Linked DNA regions of Sus scrofa: region 1 is linked to region 2. A link is a contact called in public HiChIP or PLAC-seq data. All regions are on one chromosome and are shown on one strand. The core of a region is the stretch at or near the end of the contact, and the rest is flanking DNA. Distances in the headings are between cores, read along the strand shown.

Region 1 (4,120 bases), core at 575-3,074, 150 kb before region 2:
TTTTTAAAAAGCGGGAATAAATAAATAAAAATCCCAAGAAGAATTTATATTCCTGATGGCTTTGCTGATGGTCGTGTAAATTGTATATTTAATCAAAGGCACTCGAATGTCTCTCTCTCTCTCTTTTTAACTATTGAAGAGCCATTTAAATGTCAACATAAGTGATTCCCTCCCAAATAGTGCTGTTTATACATTACTTCCCCTAATAGACCATAATGATTCATAAGGAGGCATTTCGCGCCTCTAAATTGTAGGCCTATTGAAATATAAATTAAGATGATAAATAATTTGACCTTACCTGAGAGTACTAAGTATTTACATGTGTCAAATACGAAATTACCCTGAATATCAGGGTCCCTAAAAAGGAAGCCTTCTTCTTCTGGCTGCATGCAATAAATGAAACGGGTTTAGACATTTCCTTTCAGAATGTGGAGGAAAGAGAGGGGCAGACACAAAAGAACGCGCCCGGGACCCGGCCGTCCCCGCCCCCCAGACTTCGCCTTGGGCTGGGGGGGGGGCGCCGGACTCCCTCCCCCGGAGTGAAAGGCGGGTGCCGGCCGCCCCGGCACACCCCGCGCGCCCTCCTCTCCCCCTCCTCCCGCAACGCCGCCGGAGTTGCTAAACATGGAGTTTCTACAGGAACTTTGCCAGGCCGAGCTCGCCGCCCTCCCGGGTCCCCGCAGCGGGATTCACCGAGTCGGCGGCGCCGCGCGGCCTCCCCGCCCCCCACGCGCCTCCGGGGAGCCGCTGACCCGGCGGCCCCCGGCTTCGCGAAAGGCGTTCGGCCAGGCTCAGAAGCCGAGAAGGCGCGGAGCCTCCCGGTCTCCGCGGCCGCCCCTGCCCGGGCCCCGGAGGTGGCAGCTGGGAGCCCTCGGCGGGGCCCGAGCCCAGCCCGCCTTCCAGGCCTGTTTGTTGGCGGCCGCCAGCGCTCGGGGCCCGGGGCTCGGCGAGCTCTCCACTCTCCTGGCCGGGGCCGACCCGCGGGGGTCGCCGAAGCGGCGGAGCAGCGCAGGCCGCGGCGGGCCCAGGCTGGGTGCCTTGGTCGCTCGCGCCGGGTTTTTGTTTTGTTTTGAAGCCCGGCGTGGGGGAGGGGCAGCACCTTGTCAATGAGAAATTTCCTGTTCGCAAGACTCCGCTTGCAGAGTTTCTGTCCTGCCCTTGAACTGACAAGTGGATCTCCGCAGCGCGAGCCCCCGGGAGTCCATCCAGGCGCGCCGGGCGTGCGCGGGGGTGGGGGCGGGGGCACCCGCGCCGCGGCGCCGAGCCCCCCGGGAGCCCGGCGGAGCGGGGCCGACGCCTGCCCTCCCGGTTCCCGGGCGCACCCGTGAGCGCCCAGCCGAGCAGTGACTAATCTGCGGCTCCGGGCCTCTTGGCGCGCAGCCCGGGCTCGCCTCCCGCCCCCTTGTTCCTCCCCCTCCCTGCCGTCCTCCCGGCCCCGCCGCGCCGAGCTCCGAGGAGAGAATCGCGCGGGCCGCCGCCGCGCTCCCAGGAGTGTGGGAAGCGGGTCGAAGCAGGCGGCTCCCTCGCCGTCTCTCCAGTCGCCCTTCTTCTACCCAGGCCCGAGCGCGCGTGTGTGTTTCTTTCCCCGTAAGCACTTTGATCAGCGTTTCCTCAGCGCTGCCGAGGAGCCAGTGCGAACCGGAGCTTTTAACCCCCTGCGTGCCGCCCCACGGTGTGCTCCGTGGGGAGGGCGCCGTAGGGAGACTAGTCGACAGGGGCGCGATCGGTTTGGCTTGGCAAGCCGGAGTCTGGAGGAGCCCGACCGGATCAGAGAAGCCTGCCCAAGTGCGGCAGGCTCTCCTGGGGAGAGCAGGCCCCGAGGCCCGGGGCGGCTCGTTAATGTTCCAGCCTGCCCGGGGGCCGCACAGTAACCCGACCTGCCAGGCGAGGCGAGGTGCGGGCTTGAAAGGCCCGGCAGGCGGAGGCTTCTGGAGGGGCTCTTGAGGCCCTGAGGGGACCCACTTTCACGCACCCTGTCCCCTGGAGCGTGGACGGTTCCCGACCCAGGGTGGGGGCCTCGCGCTCGCCCCGCAGACTCGGCTCTGGCCGCCGCTCCCTCCCCTGGCCAGGCCTCGCCGGGGAGTTAATGATTGATTTACTGGCTCCGCGCGGCCGGCGCCCTCCCAGCTATTTGTCGAAGCTGAGGAGTTGCTGGCGAGCAGCGCAAAGGCCGGGAGAGCGGGGTTCGCCCGGGAAGGGAAGCCGAGCTGCCGACGGGAACGGGCGGCCACTCGATTAGCCCCCACTGAGCGGCTCTAGCCTTGTCCAGGGCGAACCTGCTGGAGGCCCGGGCCCGGCGAAGGGAGCATTGGGAAGCGCCACACGTAAACGGGTTGGCAGCTGGTGATTAGGCCGCCCGGTTTTATGAGTCATAATGGGTCGCCCGCCTGGCCCTCAACCTGCTCGCTGTGGACTCGGCTCGCCGGGGTCCAGGCGGTGGACCGTTCCAGGCCGTGCAGAGGGGGATGCTCTGTAGGGCGCCGGCCGCTCTAGGCGTTGCGCAGGATTTCCTCTCATTTCTCGCAGAAGGCAACACAAACACCCTAAATCAAACCGCTCCGACAACCGAGGGCTCCACACAGACACATCAATAAGGATTTCGCCTCCCGCGTTCGAACGCACTGAAACACTTGTCCTATTTTTATGCAAATGACACCACACAAATAGATCTCGCAGGCCCGGGAGTGGGGCGAGAGGAGGAGGGGCGCCGTCGCCCCAGCCTGGGGGCTGCGAAGGGGGAGGAAGTCCCAAGCCAGCACCCCGGGGCCCGCGCCGGCTTGGGCGCAGCGGGGCTGGTACTGGCCAGGCGGCCCGCCCCGCGCACAGTGGCTCTCTGCCAGCCCCGCCAAGTCGGCCGCGTCCCCAGGCTGCCTGCAGAGGCGGATTAGGGAAAGGAGCGAAGCGAGCCTGTGACTAATCGCGGGGCCTCGGACCGAAGCACCAAGGCCATGTGCGACTGACAGGATCGACACTAGCAGAGGACACGGCGACGCCTCGCTTAATTGCAGGCTTAAAAAATTGCCGCCTGAGCAGCTCCATTGCGGAGCCATGGCGTGCGCTCTGGGCTGGGGAGCGCGCCAGGGGGACCTGCGCTCTCACCCGTGGGAGGGAGGTTTGGCATCTCCTGCATCGAGGGACCTGGCTCTCTCGGCCTGCCCCCACTCTGCAGGGTCCCCCCACCCTGCTTGCGGGACTGAGTGTAGCTGAGCCGACCAGTAGAGTAGGATCCAGCTTCCAGGCCTAGATTTCTGACCCTTCCCCCCCCTGGGGCCCACGTTCCGCCTTTTCACCCTATAAAGGAGGCTATACAGTTGGAGGTGAGCGATTCCAACAAACCCTTCGTATAAAACCCACACACGTGAACCACTCTCTTCTCTTCCCTCCCTTTCCTTCTCCACAGGCTGATACAAAGCCCCGAATGACCAAAGGGAGGGAGAAGCAAGTCGGGCAGGGCTTCAAGGAGCGGCGTCACCGAGTACCAAAACCTAGAGGCCCACAGACACGCACCCTAGGCGCTTCACCCCTGGTCACCACAGTGCCTCTAACCCAGACCTCCTTCCTGGAGCGCTGAGGCCTCTCGGGGGAGAAGGGGGGGAAGCTTCGGCAGGCCGACTGGCCTGTGTTTGAGGGGAGGGTGGAGGGTGGAGGGTGGAAGGCGGGGTGGCGGGGAACCCAGCGAGAGAAGTTTCCACCACGCTCTGGTCGGCTGTTGCCAAAATCCCCGGGCCCCTCCCCCGCCCGCACCGCCTTCCGTTGCCACCACAAGTTTGGTTTCACGAGAGCTCGGGACAAAAGCAAACGTTTTCTATAGACCCCGAAAACAAAGGGGAAAGAGACGCGCGGGGCGGCCGAGAAGCGGCTGCTAGCGTAATGGTGCCGGGCGGACAGCAGAGCATTAGAACTGCAAAAGCCGCGCGGGCGGGAGGAAGTGCGAGGCGGGAGGCGGGAGCGCGGGGAGGGCGGGCGGGGGAGGGGCGCTGCGCCATGTTTCCGTGTCACCCGCCGAGTCGCCGGAGCTGGGCTCGGCCGCCGGCTCCCGCCTGCCTCCCTAACAGCAGAAAGCGTGCGATTAGCAGCCAGACAGGCGGGGACTCCGGGCCCGCGGGGCCGCCGCACACGC
Region 2 (4,297 bases), core at 1,168-3,667:
TGGGAAGCAGAGCAGTATCGGGAAGGAGGGTGACAGAGTTCCTGTCGTGGCTCAGTGGAAATGAATCTGACTAGCATCCATGAGGTTGCGGGTTCGATCCCTGGCCTCGCTGAGTGGGTTCGGGATCCGGTGTTGCGGTGAGCTATGTGTGCTGTAGGCCGGTGGCTATGGCTCTGATTAGCTCTCTAGCCTGGGAACCTTCATATGCCTTGGGTGTGGGCCTAAAAAGACAAAAGACAGAAAAAAAAAAAAGAAAGAAAGAAAAAAAGAAGGAGGGTGAGAGTTCACCTTTTTTTCTAGGAATTATTTGAATTTTTATAAGACCATATTACTTTTTGTTTGCCTTTTTATTTTTTAGAAAGTCTGTTACACTTCATTTTATGTATTTTTTGGGTGGGGGCCACACTTGCGGCATGCAGATGTTTCAAGGCCTGGGATTGAGCCCATGCCACCTGAACCACAGCAGTGACAACACCAGGTCCTTAACCCACTAGGCCACCAGGAACTGCAGCACATATTACTTTTTGAATTCAAACGAAATATATACATACATTTTTTACAAAATTTAGGAGTTCCCATCGTGGCTCAGTGGTTAACGAATCCGACTAGGAACCATGAGGTTTCGGGTTCGATCCCTGGCCTTGCTCAGTGGGTTAAGGAGCCGGTGTTGCCGTGAGCTGTGGTGTAGGTTGCATATGCGGCTCAGATCCCGAGTTGCTGTGGGTCTGGCATAGGCTGGCGGCTACGGCTCCAATTCGACCCTTAGCCTGGGTACCTCCACATGCCGCGAGAGCAGCCCAAGAAATGGCCAAAAGACAAAAAAATAAAAAATAAATTTTTTATAAAATTTAAAAAGCAATGCAGACCCCCCACCCGGGAAAAGGCCAAGGAATTTAAGAAAAATAATTACAATAATTGTATTTATTGAATCTGCAACTATTGATGCCTGACACTGCTCTCAGATATTTATTTAATTTGAGTGTAGTTGGTTTACAATATTGTGTTAGTTTCAGGCGTACAGCACAATGGTTCAGTTATATATATATATATATATATATATATATTTGCTTTCTAGGGTCTCACCTGCAGCATATGGAAGTTCCCAGGCTAGGGGTTGAATCAGAGCTATAGCTGCCAGCCTATACCACAGCCACGGCAACTCAGGATCAGAGCCACATCTGGGACCTACACTACAGCTCATGGCAACGCCAGATCCTTCACCCACTGAGCGAGGACAGAAATCGAACCCTCAACCTCATGGTCCCTAGTTGGATTCATTTCCACTGCGCCATAACAGGAACTCCAGTTACATATTTTCTTCTTCAGATTCTTTTCCCTTACAGGGTATTCCAAAATGTTGCGTATAGTTGTCTTTGCTACACAGAAGGTCCTTGTTGATGATCTATTTTATATATAGCAGTGTGTTTATATTAATCCCAACCCCCTAATTCACCCCTCCCTCACCACCTTGCTCTCAGATCTTGATATGGATAATCTCGTGGACACTTCACAACAATACACCGAGACACGGACTATTGTGACCCCATTTTACAGATGAGGAAACTGAACATAGATAATGATTTCCCCTAAATCACACAGCTCACCATGGGAGCTGAGAGATGGAGGCAAATCAAAATCACCCATAACCCCATTTTATCTAGAGATGACCACTGTTAAGTTCTTCCAGAATGTTCTGTGTTGTGTGAGTATGTGTTTACGGGTGCACCTGGGAGGGCCTTCAATTCCAGATATGTGATGAAATCTCGTGCCCTGACAATCTCCTCCGTCCTTTCCCTCTTCCTCGTTTTGGCTCTGGTTTGGGACTTTGTCTCTACTTTTGGGGGGTTTTCTACGACACATCTGGAGAGTCTCCTCTGCGCAAGTGACGAAACCCAAGAGAAGGCCTCTGCCTGCTGGAGAAAATGGCGAAGACCACCTGGCAGGAGCATCCTTAGAGGGCAGAGACCCCCCCCAGCGGTGACCCTTGATTTGCATGCAGGAAGCAAGTAGGTGGGCAGGCTGCGCGACTCAGCAGGTGATAGGGCCGACAACAACAACGCTCCACTGGCTTCCCGAAGGGCTGTGGATTGTGCGACAGAGAACATGTGCTGGGTGCAGAAGCCAGCCCGGAGGAGGGCTGGCCAGCGGTCAGCGTGCAGTAGGGCTCGGGTCCAAGGCGTGCAGAGCAACCAAGCCCCGGTCCTGACCCCGCCCCGCCCCGCCCCACCCCTGGCCCCAGGCCCCTTCCACCTTCCCAGGCGGGACACTCCTCATTGTTCTGGAACAAAGGCAGTTCAGACTTGTGAACTAGAAGGAGAAAAAATAAACTCAGCTGAACTCATCTTGCTTGTGTGTGAGCTCTTGGCTCTGGCCCCTGAATGGGGGGAGTCATGCAGGGCGGGTGGCGGGGGAGGAGTGGCGGGGAATGGCCCTGGGGACAGCTTGGCTGGAAGGGAGCAGGGACAGGGAGGTGCAGCCGGATGAGAAGAGTTGGTGATTTATGGCGCCAATAAGCACCACGGCGGTTCCCCTCAAGATGCGTCTGAGCACTGCGTCCTTGGAGCGTCACCTGTGTGTGCTGTGGCCTGCCGACGGCCGCCCCCCTGCTGGGGGCCCAGGGAGAGCCCCCCCATCTGAAGGGCGGTGGGAAAATGGGCCAGCAAGGTCTGGATGGTGCAGCCAGAAGGAAGGCACGGGGGAATGAGCTGGTGAGCAAAGGGTCTGCCTTCTTTTGAGGGACAAAGCGTAAGATGCGTAGACTCAGAGGGCCTTTTGGAAAATCAGCCAGTGAGTGGAATTCACTTTGGCGGCTGTCTCCTTCCTTTGAGCTTTAGCTCAAGGCTAAATTCTAGGCTGCGCCAGGCTAGGATCCTGTGCAGCCAGAAGTACTAACATTGCTTACGGGCGTACTATGTACTAGATACTTGGCTAAATTTCTTTTCTTTCTTTCTTTCTTTCTTTTTTTTTTTTGTCTTTTTGCTGTTTCTAGGGCTGCTTCTGTGGCATGTGGAGGTTCCCAGGCTAGGGGTCAAATCAGAGCCGTAGTCGCCGACCTACGTGGGATCCAAGCCTCGTCTGCAACCTACACCACAGCTCACGGCAACGCCGAATCCTTAACCCACTGAGCAAGACCAGGGATTGAACCTGAAACCTCATGGTTCCTAGTCGGATTCGTTAACCACTGAGCCACGCACGATGGGAACTCCCGATTCTTGGCTAAATTTCGAACACTTCGTGTCTGTTCTTCAAGCTTCAAGATGCCACCCTGACGTCAGTATTGTTACTAGCTTCATTTTGCCGAAGAGAAAGTGAAGTTCAGAGAGCTCAAATCACTTGCCCAAAGACCACAGCTTGTAGGTGGAAGAACTGGGAGGCAAGCTTATCTTTAGAACCAGGAACCGTAGTGCTTAAGGGTTGAGTTTTGCTGAGGGGCAGGCCCAGGGGTGCCCCAAGAAGGACATGGAAGCCAAAGCCCCAGAAGCCCTCCAGAGTGAACTTAGACCATTTTAGAACAGCAGGCTGCTTCCCAAGTCTGGGGTCCACTATGGCCCTCGGATCTTTGGTTGTTAGGCAGTCTGCATGTGTACCTTGAGGACGGAGAAGGTTTTTTTCTGAAAGTTTGACTTTCGGATTGACTCCATCTGGCTGGTTGGCCTCGAGTACTATTGCTGACTGCAGAGGGAGGAAGAAGCAGCACTGACCTGGAAGCTAGTGGGTGTTGGAGATCTGGCTTCCCACCGTGGACTTTGGCCTTGGCCGCCCTCAGCTGCCGGGGTCACTCAGAAACTCAGCTTTGTTTTGGCCATTTGTTGGGCTAAGAGTGAACAGGCAGATGGTTCTCCTGGCCCCGGGGGGACAGCCCACCCTCCGCCCCCACCCGTCGCCCTCCCTCCGAAGGCGGGCACTGAACAGAAACGGTTCCCTTTTTGCTGGGAGCTCAGGTGCTGGAAACTGAACAATTTTAGCTTGAAGGAAACAAAAAACGAGCCCAAATTGAAATGGTGTCTCGAATTCCAATGTCCTTAACTTCCCTTCTGCTCCTGCCGTGAGCTTGCTGGGCCAGGCAGTGAGAGTCTTCTGCCAGTGCTGGGCCACCGGCTCCTGGCAGGCTGGTGGAGACCTGGCACTCCCAGCAGGCTGTCTGGCTGCCCAAGAAGGCTATTCCCCGGCCACGTGGGCCCCTCAGCAGAGTATCAGCACGCTCTCCCGTGGAACCAGTGAGGCCCCCTGAATGTGTGTGGGTGGGGGTGCAGGCGGGGGCTACTGACTGGGTGTCACCTTTTGCCCGTTCACCCAG

What was found. HiChIP or PLAC-seq counts read pairs in DNA pulled down with a chosen protein or histone mark.
Region 1: a contact with region 2 is called in an H3K27ac HiChIP or PLAC-seq map of skeletal muscle. The contact joins two enhancer-like sites. A contact is called at or near these places in 2 of 47 Hi-C or Micro-C datasets (skeletal muscle and subcutaneous adipose tissue) and 1 of 2 datasets of contacts at active chromatin or transcription factors (skeletal muscle).

The regions. Positions count from the first base shown.
Region 1 is chrX:35,822,890-35,827,009 of Sscrofa11.1, reverse strand. The region is part of intron 1 of BCOR (BCL-6 corepressor); the gene reads left to right. Among named protein-coding and RNA genes, the nearest start is that of BCOR, 66 kb to the left of the region's middle. Within about 2 kb of position 1,824, at least 50 of the 83 cell types and tissues checked have an H3K27ac peak or open chromatin away from gene starts, as enhancers often do. A contact at or near this core is called in skeletal muscle, where this site is marked.
Region 2 is chrX:35,676,696-35,680,992 of Sscrofa11.1, reverse strand. No RefSeq gene overlaps it. Among named protein-coding and RNA genes, the nearest start is that of BCOR, 210 kb to the left of the region's middle. Within about 2 kb of position 2,417, at least 14 of the 83 cell types and tissues checked have an H3K27ac peak or open chromatin away from gene starts, as enhancers often do. A contact at or near this core is called in skeletal muscle, where this site is marked.